Linked DNA regions of Mus musculus: region 1 is linked to region 2. A link is a contact called in public promoter capture Hi-C data. All regions are on one chromosome and are shown on one strand. The core of a region is the stretch at or near the end of the contact, and the rest is flanking DNA. Distances in the headings are between cores, read along the strand shown. Region 1 overlaps Cnmd (chondromodulin). Region 2 overlaps Elf1 (E74-like factor 1).

Region 1 (3,452 bases), core at 664-3,163, 130 kb before region 2:
ATGGTTCTCTCAGCCCACACCAAGTAGTGCCACAGCTGGCAGAGGGTTAGGAAGGACCCTGAGGCCACAGGCAGGGTCCCAAAGACTGGAACTAAAGCAAGGCCTTGAAATGCACTCACTGCATGCAGTTCCTGTCCTTGTATCTCCATCTCATGGCTGCACACCACTTTACAGTCCCCACTACTGTTATCTAGGTGAGGCCTTCTTGCTGTCTACCACCCAGAGCCATTGTCCTTCCCATGAACAGACTAGAATCCCCCATGCTACCACTGATCTCGAGACAAGCCTCAGAACTTCTGGAGTTCATTCACTCACTCCTTGACAAAGTGTCATTTACAAAATGACATTTATGAAGGTCTATCCTGTGCTGTGTAACTTGCTCTAGGTAAGAGACACAAAGGGAACGCCACAGAAAACAATCTGTAGCCTCAGAGTTTCCCGTTGTCGGACTGGGAAGACAGCTCAGTGGATAAGGATTAGTGGTCTGCCAGCAGTCTAATTGGTGAGCCCCAAATCCTAGTAAGAGTTGAATATAAAAAGAAAACCAAGGTAGATGGCTCCTATGGAACGACACCTAGACACACACAAAACAGGTAGACAAAATATTAATAATAGGAGACGCTATGCAAATACACTGCAGGGGACAGGAGGTAGGGATGTGCCGCAGACCCTCTTGGTCCCTTGTCTGGGTGGAATGGGTCTCTAGTCGCAGATGGTCCAGGAGTCGGCAGGAACTGACAGACAGACTCGACCCAAGGGAGTATGGATCTGAATGTAATTTGTCAAATCCAGCATCAAATACAGAAGAAAATAGGGAAGTTGGGTGACACACCGGCAAGGTACAAAGAGGTTACTAGATTCTTACACAAAACAGAGGAATGCAAACATGGAAGAACTAGCAGGAACCAACTGGGATAAAATTCAATGTTAACAACTGGGATTAAAAACAGCTCCACCTAAGGTCCACTTAGTCTTAGAAGCCAGGGACAAGGGCTTTGTGCCCTTGCCATAGTTCCTACTCTAGTCTATTGTATAGTCTACCTTTCCCCTAGGCCATTGTAAATACTTGTGTAGGGGTGTAACTCAGCTATCTATAGTTCTAAGAATCTACTCTGGTTCCTCTTTAGGTCACAAACTTCCTTCTTCCTAGATAATGCATAAAAACATCTGATTTTTCTATACCATAGGGTTTGTTTTTTAAGAATTAACCAAGACAATATCTCATATGAAAATGTAGAGCTTTATATCTATATAATCAATTACTTATATTATTTATATATTGTACACACACACTCCCACCCATACATTTCTAAGTATATGTATGTATATATGCAACTAAGAGTACATAAGGCTTCAGGTTACAGCATACCTAATCAACAGTGCTTTCAACACACAAGCTGCATTGTATATATAACCCAAAATCAATAGACGTGAGGTTTCTGGCACTGTGACCACTCCCTACACCTCAGTCTCCTTTTCGATTACCATTCTGCTCTCTGTAGCATGCTGACTCGTCATCCTTGTGCTTGCTTATCAGTACCAAATTCCAGATAGCACATTTACATCTGGGAAAAAAAACCTCACAGAAACAACTTTCTGTCCTCTTCTATCAAGAAAGTAAATTAGGCTTTCCCACACAGGGCGCTAATCTAAGTTTCAGATTTAGAAATGGCTTGCCTGGCTCCTCCTCATGCAAAGAAGGCAGGGACAATGACTACTATTTTATTTTTATTTTTGGTTTTTCGAGACAGAGTTTCTCTGTGTAGCCCTGGCTGTCCTGGAACTCACTCTGTAGACTAAGTTGGACTCAGAAATCCACCTGCCTCTGACTCCCAAGTGCTGGGATTAAAGGCGTGCACCACCACACCTGGCCCAATGACTACTATTTTATTTGCTCAATTCCTATTGTGAAATGAGGAAAAAAGGTGGGGAGGCGGGGCTTGAGAACAGACGGTTTTCAACCAGCTTCCAGTGTCTGTTATAATGTAACTTTCAGTATTATGAAATTGAATGGGTAGCTAGGACGCGGCTCACACCTGCAATCGTCACTCTAAAATGCAGATCTAATTGCCTTAATTGTTCACGTAAAGGAATTAATTTACAGCAAATTTCGCAGAAATCCAGAGAGAGAGAAGAGAAGTCGTGAGAAACAGTGCTCCCTCTACCACAAGAAGACCACACAGCGAACCTCGAGGTAACGCAGGCCCTGGAAGACTGAGTAACGGAACCAGACCCAATGTTCAGGACGACGCAGAACCTTTCAACCCTGACAATCCTTACCACGTGCGTACCGGTATATTCATGGCATGCTCAGACAAATGCATTGCATGTGGTGCTGAAAGAGTATTTCTAAGTGAGGTTTCATACAAGCATAGACTGCATCTTCATGTATTTGGTGCAAATTCAAAGTTGTTTCCCTCGTCATTGGTAAGGGGAGTAGGGGAGGTTGTTGGAGGGTTGTTTAGGGTTTTTTTGTTTGTTTGTTTTTGTTTTTGTTTGTTTTGTTTTGGTCAGAGGGGAAAATCCATAGAAATAAATAATATCAGGAATCTGTTTTAAAATGTTCCCAGGAGTATGCCCTCAAGGCAACACAAGAATCAAAGTATTCTCTTTCCCTGCTTATATCCACTCTGGTCATCCATTCGGCACATATTTGTGGATTTCCTGACTGTTCGCAGGCCCTATGCCCAGATAATCAACTGCAACTTTGGCCCTCAGGGTTCTCAGCCCAGACAGGATAGCTTCTCACACAGGTAATACTCTGAGCTGAAGTGCTGAAAACTGAAGTCCGTCAGAAGGGCACTAAGGTATTAAAACCCCCAAGATCTAAGAAATATTTATAACTTACCATTACCACACTTTGAAGAGAAGGAAAACAGAATATGTATTTGTAGCTGTTTTTTAAAATAAAGCATAAGCACAGTTTAAAAAATATATAATTAAAATGTACAATGACGATGCGCTTCCAAAACCTTATACCCCAGACATCGTCTCTATAACAGCTTCTTAATGACTAATTGCTCCATTTCTTTGCAGGATTATACAGAGAGAAAAACAGCACAAAAAATCCCATTCTGTTTTCCAATTAAAATAGAGTATTTTGGAAGAGTTCTGTCTCTCTCATACTGTACCACATTCAGTTAGCAGCTTCTAGCCAGTTAGCAGCATTCTAACATAACTAATTTGGCTTTGGCAGGCATATAGTCTCTCCCTCTGATTCGATACTGCCTATGCTGTTGTGGTACACCTCTAAGTGGGGTGATGTAGGTGCGGCAGATTTAGCGCAGAGATGCTATGATGTAAGTATGTCTTTGGCATAAATACCAAAGCACAGCACCACATCTAAGTAGACAGGAGTTATAGATTTTACTAGAGGTTACCAAATTGTTTTCCAAGAGACACACCATCTATGTGTCTGTGAAAGATGATGCAAGGCCCTATTTCCTATCAGA
Region 2 (3,465 bases), core at 565-3,064:
TGGGCCAACCAGGGTTCAGAGACCCTGCCTTAATTTTGAGAAGGAGGGTCTATACATATAAATTGTTTTCTCCATGTTCCAGGCTCAATGTTAATTACTAACTGTAGGCACTCTTAGTCATTCTCACCCTTCAAAAATGTGCCCTGAGCACTGAGTGTGTGTCAGACACTGTTCTAGCCCCTAGCCATATACACAGTAACCAAGACAGACTGCAGTTGTTAGGCCGTCCTCAGCACCCGTCTGGAAATGATCTTGGGAAACAATAACCATATTGTAAACTTAACCAGATGCAGTTTCACTCCTTGAGCAAATTCATATATCTGGCACCTGAAAAGGAGCTACCGATTTAGCAAACACCTTATTCTCCATAAATGAGCCAGAAAGTTTACTTTCAGCTGGCCACATCAACTTTTCAGCCCTAGGGCACAACAAGCTGGGGTACTTGTTGAAGACCAAGAGAATACAGAACAAGCAGCAGAGAGTGTCAGTAATGCCAGCTACAACACTAGGAAGTGACCACTTACAGAAACTCCTATTTTGTTAAGAATGTATTTGCATAAGAATATATACACACATGCACACATGCATGTGCACACACACACATTAAGCAAATATCTTTCCTCTTACTCTTTCATCGTGTAACATAAGATGTACTGACTTTAAATCAGTACTGAAGTGTTGTTAATTTTCTATCATAATTTAAGTTATAAAATAAGGTTAAAAACAAGTAATACAATTTGGGGATCACTAGCATATATCTAGGCACATGCGCATGACATATAGTTACAGATAATATACTAAAGACTCCTGGGACACTCCATCATTTAGAGGTGGGGAAATGATAAAGAGCTTACAAGGGTGGCCGAGAAGGACCACAGAGAATTGGAGGAGGAAAACAAGATCTACCCTATCGGCATGGAGTCTGAGGAGTAAACACAGACTAAGAGGTGAGTGAGCGTCAACCGCTGATCTCAGACCAAAGCAGATGAGATCTGAAGCAAAATGGCAACTGGTTTTAGCAATATGAAGGTTACTATTGATTTTTTTGAAAAAGAAAAAGAAAAAGAAATCGGGGTGGAACATGGAGAGATGGCTCAGAGCTCTGGCTATTCTTAAAAGGACTGGGATTTGTTTCCCAGCACATAGCAGCTCACAACCATCTGTAACTCCAGTTCCAAGAGATTCGTGCACTCACATGGGATACACACATATGTGCAGGCAAACAAACAAAAAGAAAGGATGGAAGAGAGAGAGGGAGGGAGGGAGAGATCCTCATGTACAAATAAATAAAAATAGTTTTTTTTTTTTTTTTTTTTTTTTTTTTTTTTGGTTTTTCGAGACAGGGTTTCTCTGTGTAGCCCTAGCTGTCCTGGAACTCACTTTGTAGACCAGGCTGGCCTTGAACTCAGAAATCTGCCTGCCTCTGCCTCCCGAGTGCTGGGATTAAAGGCGTGCGCCACCACGCCCGGCTAAAAATAGGTATTTTTAAGAAAAGTTTTATGTGTGATAGAGTCCATTTTATAAATGTTTTTTCCTGATTGAAAAATTCCCTCCTAAAGATACAAGAGAGCTCATAAAATTCCTAAGAACCCTGACTGAAAAGCACAGGAAGATCATACGAATGAGAAGATCCGGTGCAGCTCCCTGGCGTCATGTCATCTGCTGGGAAGGAGGAGACCCTTCCATGGTCGAGGGCTGCCTGGGGGTCTCGGGCGATTGCACTCTCCTAAATCCTGACTCATCCCTGTAGGACGGGTGCTTTCTCTGTGACTCAGCTGCTGGAGTCTCACCCATGCTCCTATAACCCCAATAAGCTCACTGGCTCAGTGCACTGAACTCAGATGATACTGTTCCTTTGTACGACCTCTGTCCTCTCTAGCCAGGAAAAGCAGAAGCAAATTGCCTGGAAAAGTCACACAATGCGGTTCTAAAAGGAGACAGTCTGATGAGAGAAGCTTCAGACAGACAGACAGAAGTGAGGTTAAAGATAACAGTTTGGGGAGTGGAAAGAGGGCTCAGTAGATGAGAGCATTTGCAGCTCTTGAAGAGGACCCAGATTTCATTCCCAGGCCCCATGTGCTGGCTCACAGCTATCCAAACTCTAGCTCCAGAAGACCGGGCACCTCTCTGACCTCTGTAGGCACCGGGCCCATCTGTGTGCACTTATTTACACACATGCAAGCAAAACATCTGTACCCAAAACAAAGGTAAGTGGTATTTTTAAAAGGTGGCTTATTTTGTTATGATTATAATCGTGGGAAGGTTTTTCTACTTAAAGAGTTGGGGAGAAGGGTGAGAAAGGGGTGCTGTTTAACAAAACTGCTTTTCTATTGTAAAGAACCGTCCACTGTGCATGCAGTAACTTTATACTATCTTCCTGCCTCACCTCGCAAGTGCTATCAACCCTTTATTTTCCATGTGCATTGATCTGTATGTGGGCACTCAGGTGCCCTATGTACAATGGAGAGGTCAGCTCTCTTCTTCCAGTGAATGGGGTGTAGATCAAACGCTGTGGGGCTAGAGGATGAGTCAGTACCTGTTGAGCCTTCTCTCCGGGCCCACCATCTTTATTTTTTGAGACAGAGTCTCCCGCTAAACCAAAGATTCAGCTAGGCTTCAGATCTGTCTCCTTCCCCCCAAGTTCCTCTGAAGACTGGATTTACGAACAGGCTACCAGGCCAAACTTTTCCTGTAAGTTCTGTGAATGTACACACGGCCCTCCAGCTTCCCTGCAGGTGCTTTGCCAAGCCAGCCTTTTCCCCAGGCATTCTGTTTTCTCCTAGGGTTTTTGCAATCCTAGGAATTGAGCCCAGGGTCTTGCACATGCTAAAAACAAGCATTCAGCCTGTGAGCTAAATCCCAGTCCCATTTCCTGTTCTTGTTAAAGCCTGGAACAGCATGGAAACCTGGGGACTTTTGAGACTCCTTTCAGTTCTGTCTTTTGATTCTATGGCCTTTCTAAATCCTCAGGCTTAGGCTGCTGTTTGCAGAACAAAGTCCTACTAAAGACACATAAAAAGTCTCAGGGTCCACAAGATGGCTTAGAAAGCAACGGCTGCTGCCAGGCCTGATGACCTGGGTTCAGTGCCTGGGTCCCATAAGTTATAAGGAAAAATCAACTCCTACAAGTTGTCCTGATAGCCACACCGTGCGGCTGAGTCACACTTGTGAGCGGCATAAATACACATCAGTGCACTCTTCTTCTTACCTCACATTCACTGATGGTGTGTGCATGTGTTTGTGCAGGAGATTTGAACTCAGATCCTCACAATTGCACAACTGTTTCTAACTACTGAGCCATTTTCCTAGCCCTTTCTTCACCAGATTTTTGATAATTGGCAGGAAGCTATTCATACACTAGCCAGTAATGTAAATTTTATAGAATCTTCAAAAATGAAATTATGCCAATTATACTTTACTAATAAATGGGTTTTCTTTTTGATTTGTTGGATTTGTTTTATTCTT

What was found. Capture Hi-C pulls out chosen DNA fragments and counts their contacts.
Region 1: a contact with region 2 is called in a promoter capture Hi-C map of liver. The contact joins two enhancer-like sites. A contact is called at or near these places in 1 of 484 Hi-C or Micro-C datasets (embryonic stem cells) and 3 of 9 other capture datasets (adipose tissue, liver and pancreatic islet).

Annotation. Positions count from the first base shown.
Region 1 is chr14:79,640,727-79,644,178 of GRCm38.p6, reverse strand. It overlaps Cnmd (chondromodulin), which reads left to right. Exons shown (of 7, transcript NM_010701.3): 6 at 2,117-2,283. Among named protein-coding and RNA genes, the nearest start is that of Cnmd, 20 kb to the left of the region's middle. Within about 2 kb of position 1,913, at least 7 of the 459 cell types and tissues checked have an H3K27ac peak or open chromatin away from gene starts, as enhancers often do. A contact at or near this core is called in liver, where this site is marked.
Region 2 is chr14:79,507,515-79,510,979 of GRCm38.p6, reverse strand. The region is part of intron 1 of Elf1 (E74-like factor 1); the gene reads right to left. It also overlaps the pseudogene Gm9243. Among named protein-coding and RNA genes, the nearest start is that of n-TEttc4, 28 kb to the right of the region's middle. Within about 2 kb of position 1,814, at least 46 of the 459 cell types and tissues checked have an H3K27ac peak or open chromatin away from gene starts, as enhancers often do. A contact at or near this core is called in liver, where this site is marked.